Regions from separate parts of the Zea mays genome. Here region 2 is linked to region 1. The links are chromatin contacts, called in public Hi-C maps. All regions are on one chromosome and are shown on one strand. Each heading gives the region's core, a stretch centred on a gene start, on an enhancer-like site or on the middle of the called end of the contact. The rest is flanking DNA. Distances are from core to core; before and after follow the strand shown. Region 1 holds the start of LOC100279125 (P-loop NTPase domain-containing protein LPA1 homolog 1). Region 2 holds the start of LOC100193613.

Region 1 (4,075 bases), core at 1,369-3,868:
ATTAATCTGTCCAGGCTGTCGATCACCATCTCGCTCTGCGCCTTGTAGCCTTCTACCGCCATCTGCTTGCTGCCAATCAGTTCGGCTCTAGGAGGTAGTTCCGAGGACCCTTGCTGTGATTTGTCGTCTGAAGAAGTGCCTCCACAGGTATTTGGATGAGAAACAACCGTGGGTTTATTCGCCTTGTGCTTTGCCTTCGCCTGAGCAACTGCAATAGGATCTAGATATTCGCCTGCATGGTAGGTCGAGGCATAGAGAAGAGGATTCTGTTTTTGATCTGCGAAGCCTCTCATCATATGGCGTATGGAATCAGTAGAAACCACTGTCGTGATACCCAGCCTACTACCCTGGTGAACAAAAAAATAATAAACCAAGGATTCAGCAATTGTTCACTTCGCCCATTTATTTGATGAAAAATACAACAACAAAGCATTTTAGTTCCAAGCAAGATGGGACAGGCAGGCTAGATTTGAAACCCAACACGAGCGACTCATAGCAGATTTACTGGATTGCTGATATGGCACAGAAACTGCTAATCCAGAAATGGACAACTATTCTAGATTATATTAAACATACCAGCAAAGATGATAAAGTGGACTTGCCGCATCCGCTTGTCCCACACAAGAGTATTGTCACCGATTCCTTTCTCTCTTTAATTCTGATCGGAACATATGGGAAGGCAAAAAGGAAATGTTATCAATTCCTTTCAAGCTGTTTTGGGAGTGGCTGTGATAAATTGTTGATGGTTAAATACATCAATTCTGTTACAACAGATAACTTTCACTTAAATAAGGCATGCCAAACATGCATGGAAATTGATGTGATGGACATGTGCATTAAATGGACAGATATATGTTATCGTTTAAATTCGTGCGGATTAAGAAATACAGTGATAAGCAAGTTTATTTTACCTGCAAGCGAGGAGCAGGTCTGCTTTCTGGTTGGGTCCAACATACTTGTACAAAGAGAGGGCATCGCATACAACACTTACAAACTCCTCTCTTGAGATAACAACGGTAGTCTGGTTCTTGTATAATTCAAACGGTATGCTGCTATCGCTTCTCTCCAGCATTTTTTGAGTATCTGTTCCATCTCCAAGGCCAAGAGCAGGATAATTTTCTTGTTTGCCTGCCCCGTCTGACTTTGATTGAGCCAAGAATTCACTCTTCATTACATCGAATACTCTCTTGCTAATCTGTTGTGGCAACAAGGATCGGGAAAAAAAAGATTATTACCAACGCAAGTCTAGAAAGGAACATGCTCTGCAGACCAGTAGGTATGACAAGTCTTGTAATTGGTCTCACACTCAGCCCAATTGGACCGTCAGGAACAGAAGATGTCAACCATGACCAAATCAGAGTAAAAATAGGGGGGGGCACCATCGAGTGGGAACCTGATACTCGTTCAAGTCAATTGCCAGATACTGTCTAGAATCGTGTACCCATCAAAGAAAAACGCGTCTACAACTCTACATCACGTAACATGGCGTTGTCTTTGTCAACCGAACATAATAATCCCGAGAAAGCAATAGTAATTCACACCAGCCGAAGTAAGTAACAGGCAACAGTGGTATGATGATAGCGACCCCACAAACAAGCAAGTGGTATCACTTACTTGGTGGTAAACAAGAACAAGAACTGAAGGTGGAATCTTTTTCGGGTTTCCAAAGAACGCGGAATTCGGAAGCCTTGGGATGGGAGTTCAGCTCAAGCCTGAAAGAGGCCCCTCATCAAAGACGAAAAGGATAGGGCGTTTGGAGGTGGGGATTTTGGGTCGAGCCGGGAACAAATCTGCGCATCGGCGGCAGGAAGCTCACCTTTTTCTTGTCAAAATCGGCGATCACAAACCACACACATGCCAGCCAACACAGCAGACATGCAGCCGGAGGAGGTGATTCACGCCCAAGCCCCCGCAGAAATTGAGCGGAAAGCTAAGCTTTCGATGCAGGGATCTACCGCACCGCGCTAGAGGACCAGACAGCCCGCCTCCCTCGATCATAATATAGCAACCCGAGCTTCTTTTTATTTATTTATTTATAACAAAGCTATAGGAGCAAAGCAGGATGACACGCAAGAGCGAGCGGGGAGAGGGAGGAAGAGAGGGACCTTGAAGGCATGGCGAGGCTTGCATCCCATGAGATGCAGGGTGCTCTGCAGCACGGGGCGCGTGTACCGGAACGCCCGGCGGCCCCCGCCGTCGGCGACGGCAATGTAGAGCAGCTTGGGCGGCGGAGGCGGAGGCGATGCCTCTTCCGCCATGTCCCCTACCTCCAGCGGAGAGGCCGAGAGGCCGGATCAGGAACCGAACGGTGGGGGGTTTGGCCTTGGCGAGCGGGGAGCCTAGAGGGCGGGAGGCGCGGAGGGGGGTTTTGAGGCGCAATGCGGCGGCGGCGGCAGGGCCATGGCGGTGCAGGCCGGGTGCCGGGGGGCTGCAGGTGTCACGACGTCCGCGCCGCGTCCGCGCATGGCGTCCACATGGGCGTCCGCGCGCCCCGCGGTCTTGTTCGCTTCTCCCCCATGCTGCTGCCTTGCCTTGCCTTGCTTGCTCCCGTTGCCCCCGCCTCGGTGTCGCCCCCTCCCCCCCCCCTTTCTCTAGCTAGCCTAGCCTTCTCGTCTCAGGAAGGACGGGAACGGGAATTGCTTTTCTTTTTTCTCAGGTTCTTCGAATTTCTGCCACACCTATATATATACAGCTGGTTAGGCGGATGTACTTGCAAGGCACGTGATTTTTGGTACGTCGTCTTTTCGTTGCTGAAAAAAACGCAACGACTATGAGAGACCTGGTCTCATAAAATCGATGAATCGTATTCGGTTGTTATATGTTTGTACTTCGCCTTTGGAATTCAGGAATTCGTACAAGGTTTGAACGTAGAAAAGAGAACAAATTTCTTCGATTAGCTAGTATAATATCAGTGGTTACAAAATCTTTAGTAGCATCTTCTTATTAGAAGTTAGGTTAGTGGTTACAAAAAAAATCTTAGTAGCACTTTTACTAGATGTTAGGTTTAATTTTTCTTAAAAGCAAAGTTTTGAAAATTATAACAGAGGAACTACTCTGCAAAGTAGATGTTTAACCTTATGCATACGTACAAACAGGCAAAGAGACAAGGTTAGATAGTTTCGCAGGTTTTGGTTTGGCTAAACTCCCAAGGAACACTGCATAGAATTGTATGTTGGCAATCTGAGGTCAACACGCGTGGACAGATGGAGCATAGGCTTAGGACGTGGCGACTGCAGTGCAGCTGACCACCACCCTAGTTTAATACAACGATAGGGACAAGAGACAAGGCCTCTTTAAATAATACTAACCAACACGGCTAAGTAAAAGAGAGAGATAATCGACACGGCTTGAAGCTTTTTTTAGAGAATAGTATTAGTCTTGCTGACAAGTTTCAAAGGTTCAAGAGACAAGACCTCTGTTTTCATATTCATATACTCCAGCTTCGTATCCATATTCGATCATATCCTTATTGTACCACTAAACCTTGTACTATTGACGCTTCTCTCTATTTTCATTGAATCTCCTGCCACCGATGCTCCTTCTCTTCAACGTTGGGCTGATCATTCGTATTCTCCTCCATACCCGTACGGTTATCCATATGGTGCATAGTTTAGGAAAAGTAGATGTTTAACCTTATGCATACATACAAGGAAGGCATAGCTAGTTTCGCGGCTGTCTCATTTCTACTTTAAGTAAATATAACAAGGTTTTTTTTTGTTTGCTTTGGCTAAACTCCCAAGGCACTGCATAGAATTTTATGTTGGCAATCAACTGTCATGTGAGGCTTAGTGGTACAGATGGAGGCTTAGGAGGCGGCAGCACAACGTGGCGATCACCCTTGTTTGTTTCCCAGCCTAGTTTAATACAACAATAGGGACAGATGATTCATGAATGTTTTGTTTCATCATGGTTGTAACTGTTTCCATTTGCTTTCTGCGGTGCGTGGCATCGAGTAATGGACGATGGAGGTGGAGCCGGGCGGCTACAAGTGGTGGATGCTTGGCGGGGTCCCCAGTCCCCACCCCACCCCTCCCGTCCTGCCCAGCCCAGCCCACCCGGCGCCGGCAGTAACCGA
Region 2 (4,232 bases), core at 995-3,494, 590 kb before region 1:
CATTCGGCAAAGAATATGACACTCGGCAAAGAGCCAAATTCCGGTAGTGATAGTCCTATGTGTTCGCTTGTGTTGCATGGCATCGTCAGCTAGCTCATGCAGACTGGCTGCCTCTCACTTGTCACAAGTATATGGAACGGCCGGATTAAGATCACGCTACTTCTGAAGTAGGCTATCAGTTATTACCATGAGATCTGCCTTTTTCCTGCAGACTGCAGCCGCTGCCCGCTGCCGCCAATTTGGTGTAAGTTTTTTTTGCGGTATGAGTATGATATGAATGAATGCCATGACCACCTGTTTGCTTGCTTTTTGCTATTGGTGGCCCTGCCCCCCATGTCTGTCCTGTTGACCTGTGGCTGGCTGTGTGTTTGTTGGTGTTGCTTGGTCGTTCAGATTGCATGCACGCAGTGTGGGTACAGTGCGACTGACTGGTGGATCCATTGAATTCGGGGCCGCAGTGAGTGCCACCTTCACGACGGCTCACATCACAGCGGTCTCTGCATGCTTTTCTCACCTGTCCTTCAAGCAAGCTTCATTGAATTCGTTGGATCATTGCTTGTTTCATCTGTCATGGCGTTCGGCAAGCTGGCAAGGCAACGCTGCTGTGCAGGTGCAGCCACCTTCCGTGGTGTCTCGTCTTGATTCACCGTATGCGTTAATTTTATTTAAGATTATTATATTTAGTTACTTATATGTGTGAGTTACAGACTACATAAATAAATGCAAAATAAGACATTTTAATGCTACGGACAGGCCTTGCGCCGCCTGCGCGTTGCACGTCGATCAGAGGTCTGGCCAGGCCATGTCCACATGGCTCAAATCACCGCACGAATCTTCATGCCAAAAATGTTTCCAACGGCGATGATAGGACCTGTGCGGCCACATATACATGCGGAAAGTTCACTCCCCTCAAAGCTCCCAGTTAGCTAAACTAGCTCAATTTATATTGGCACGGCATAGAAGCACCCAAATACATGCAAAAGGACGTCCACATGTTACAATGATATTGTTACATTGAGATCGTCCTATCTTTCCGATTTTCGACCATTATTTGGATCAATTCGTTTTTCCGTATATCTTATGTCTGGTCTTGTTTCCGACAATTTTGATTTCGAATCTGTTTTTGAATTAAAATGTATAAATGAAAACGCAGAAAGGGTTTATCCCAACGACCCGACCAATACCGTCCATCTACATCCTCTCCGCTGCAGCTACATGTAGGACCATTTTTTTTTACAAAAATAATATTCGCATTTGTGGACATGTTTCCAAAAATAATATCACCATATTTTATGCCACACTTTTTAAGGTTAGACGCTTAATTTCATTTTTATGCGACATCTTGGCATGTCTAAAAAAAATCTTGCAACGTTTTTATAAGTTGTTGACGAGTGTAACATACGTAACAAATTTTTCTTGTCATACCTATGGCTACAAACAAAACATAGACCTAATTCGGTCAAACATATTTAATCTTAGACGTGGGAAACTATATCAAGTAAGGCAACAAATCAAACAGAACTCATATGGTGCGTTTGGTTGAGGAGCCAACTGGATAGAGTGCCTCCATTCTAGTTTCTAAGAATCGAGCATTTCATTCTGTTTTTTGGCAAATAGGACGGAACCGCTTCATTTTTTATTTGGTTGAAGAGTAGAATAGAGCGGAGTCGCTCCGTTCATTATTTGGTTGGAGAGCCATATGAGTGTGGAGTGGAAAAGAGGGAGGAGAGCGCTCGCGTCCGATCATTTTAGTGGAGCGAGATCATCCCAAATAGTTGCCATATATAGACTCTAGAAACCATTCAGCTCTACTCCGTTGGAAATCAAACATTAAAAAAAATAAGAATGGAACCGTTCTATTCCTCTCTGCTCCTCGATCAAACACACACTTAAACTCGTTTTGATCTAGAGAGCCAACATTATGGGCTAAAGAGTCCGGTTCTATAGTTGAGGAAGAAAAAAAACTTTTATGACAATTGATGTCTTGATGGAGGTAAAATAGTTTTTTAAGGACTAGTTTGAGAACTCTATTTTTCTAAGGGATTTATATTTTTAAAAAAATTGAAAATCTGGAGGTTTTAAAACTAGCCCTAATAAATAAAAGTAAACCCGAGCAAGAACGAACCACTCTCGTACTCACGTCCACTCACATCCAGAAATTTTAAAAATAGAAAAACCAGCCCAATGGTGCTGTGTTTACAAATTACACCTGCTTGCTGTTGATCTTCGTTTCCCGTCCAGCCGTTTTTCGCATCCACGTGGGCCAGCCGGCCAGGCGACCGCCGCCACCGCCGCCCTACTCCTGGTCCCAGCTCTGCTGCACCCTTCGCCGGCGACGAGCGTCCACCGCGGCAGGTACACCCACCCCCCTCACTTTTGCCCCTCCAACCAAAAGCGCCGGCATCTCAAACCGGACGGCGCTCTCTTCTCTATCCTCTGTGTCCCCTCCACCAAAACCGACGACGACGTCGCTCTCCTCCACCGGTGCTCGGCGCTCTCCCTCCACCAGCGGCGGTCCACCGACGCTCGGCGAGCTCCACCGGCGGGCGCTGGTCAGATCCTCTCGGCAGTCATCCACCTGGCACGTCGGATAGCTCGCGCCTCCGTTGGCAGTCCCACCGCCGCCCGGCCCTCCCCCAGCGCCCCCGGTGATCCGGACCGCACCCGCTTGCTCGGCCTAACGACCGGCTCCTGCCCCGCCGCAGCCGAAGCTCCCAGCGTCCTCCTGCAGGCCGAGCTGAAGGTTCAGCGCGCCGGTGGAGTTCGACGACGAAACTCCGTCACGTCATACCTCTCCGCCTCCCGTCTCCAATCGGGGCTCCCAGCGTCTCGGAGAAGAGGAGCAGCACGGCACGGCGGCTGTGGCGAGGAAGGCTCCTGTCCCATCCCAACCCAGTTAGCAGCCGCCCAAGGAGGAGGAGATCCAATCGGCGTGCGGGCGTCCGCGGTCCATCCATCGATCCAATTCCAATCTGCAGGTGAGCAGCTCGGTTAGATTCCCAATCAACAGCTCGAATCGCCTGCTCTCCCATCCTATTGAATGAAACTATGATATACAATTGGTTTGCCTAGTTATTATCTCGAATTAATTTGTAAAGATCTCCACTTTGGTTCGATTTGATTGTTTCTTCAACTAGTGGCATATTGGTCTGCTTCTTACGCGATTCAACTATTGGCATATTGGTTGGATATGAATATGGCCATTTGCAGTTTTTCTAGCGTTTGCTAATGAACACCTCTAAAGGTGGCTGTTGCACTTGCAGTAGGATTACATTTGTGTGAAATCGAATGGTTGGTGATCTGTTGTTGACTGGTTAAGAGTGCTGCCAAAGTTTTAGTTTAGAGACCTGCTGCTCGGTGTTCGCCGTATCCCATCGCGTGTTAGCGTCTGCCGACTGTGTTCTAAATTTGTGTTCGTTTTGAAACTGTGTTCTGAAACCGTGCAAACTGTGTTTTAAAACTGTGCCGTAAAATAGACTGTCCTGTGAACGGCGGAGCTTAGCAGTTTTGATCTAGAGCTGAGCGGCGGCAGAGCGGGGGGAGGGAGAACAGCGAACAGATTTGATAGGGGCAAGTGTCCGGCTACTAGCTGCCAATATAACTAAATAAGGTTAAGTTTCAAATAACCCTCTAAATGGCATTTTGTCTGTAAGACAACGTTTGATAATGGTCTCTTAGCGAAGCGTGTTCCTATAATAGCATTTGAGTGAATCCTAAGTTTCATAATGGCATAAATCCAATTTTCTCTATGAATTATATAAATTATATCAGCATCTATTGACCTACTTATGAATTATCATAATTTAGGTATATAGATTATATAAACCACCTAATAATCTGTGTTGTTTGTTTACCTCTCGACTTATTTAAGTTGGATTATATAATCTAGAGGGTAAACAAAGAGGGCCTAAGATTAGATAGTATTTGAAAGGCTTGCCTGCATAATAGTCGCACTTTACCCGCAGCGAGGAGGTCGGCTACCTTTCTCCTCCGGCGAGCTCCACGAGGGCGCCGACGAGGGGATGGACGCGCAGCCTAACTGGAGAGGTGGACCGGCGGCGACTAGGATATCGTACAAGAACGCCACCATCGTCATGTGCGCCTTTAACCTCTTCGTTGCGGCCCTCCTCCTCCACAACTACTACTCGTCCTGGACGCGTATCGCCGGAGGCAACAAGCTCGATTCTGGTACGGTTCCGTGATCTCGTGTTCGCCCTGAATTTATCATTTTG

Evidence for each region. Hi-C and Micro-C count contacts between places; a contact is called where the count stands out from the background.
Region 2: a Hi-C map of ear shows a contact between it and region 1, with 1.8 times the contacts expected there. The contact joins the promoter of LOC100193613 here to the promoter of LOC100279125 in region 1. A contact is called at or near these places in 2 of 25 Hi-C or Micro-C datasets (ear and tassel).

What each region holds. Positions count from the first base shown.
Region 1 is chr4:176,116,189-176,120,263 of Zm-B73-REFERENCE-NAM-5.0, reverse strand. It overlaps LOC100279125 (P-loop NTPase domain-containing protein LPA1 homolog 1), which reads right to left and starts at 2,618. Exons shown (of 7, transcript NM_001152166.1): 1 at 2,106-2,618; 2 at 912-1,195; 3 at 577-658; 4 at 1-347. The coding sequence starts at 2,258.
Region 2 is chr4:176,702,607-176,706,838 of Zm-B73-REFERENCE-NAM-5.0, reverse strand. It overlaps LOC100193613, which reads left to right and starts at 2,244. Exons shown (of 5, transcript NM_001138714.1): 1 at 2,244-2,978; 2 at 3,966-4,188. The coding sequence starts at 4,023.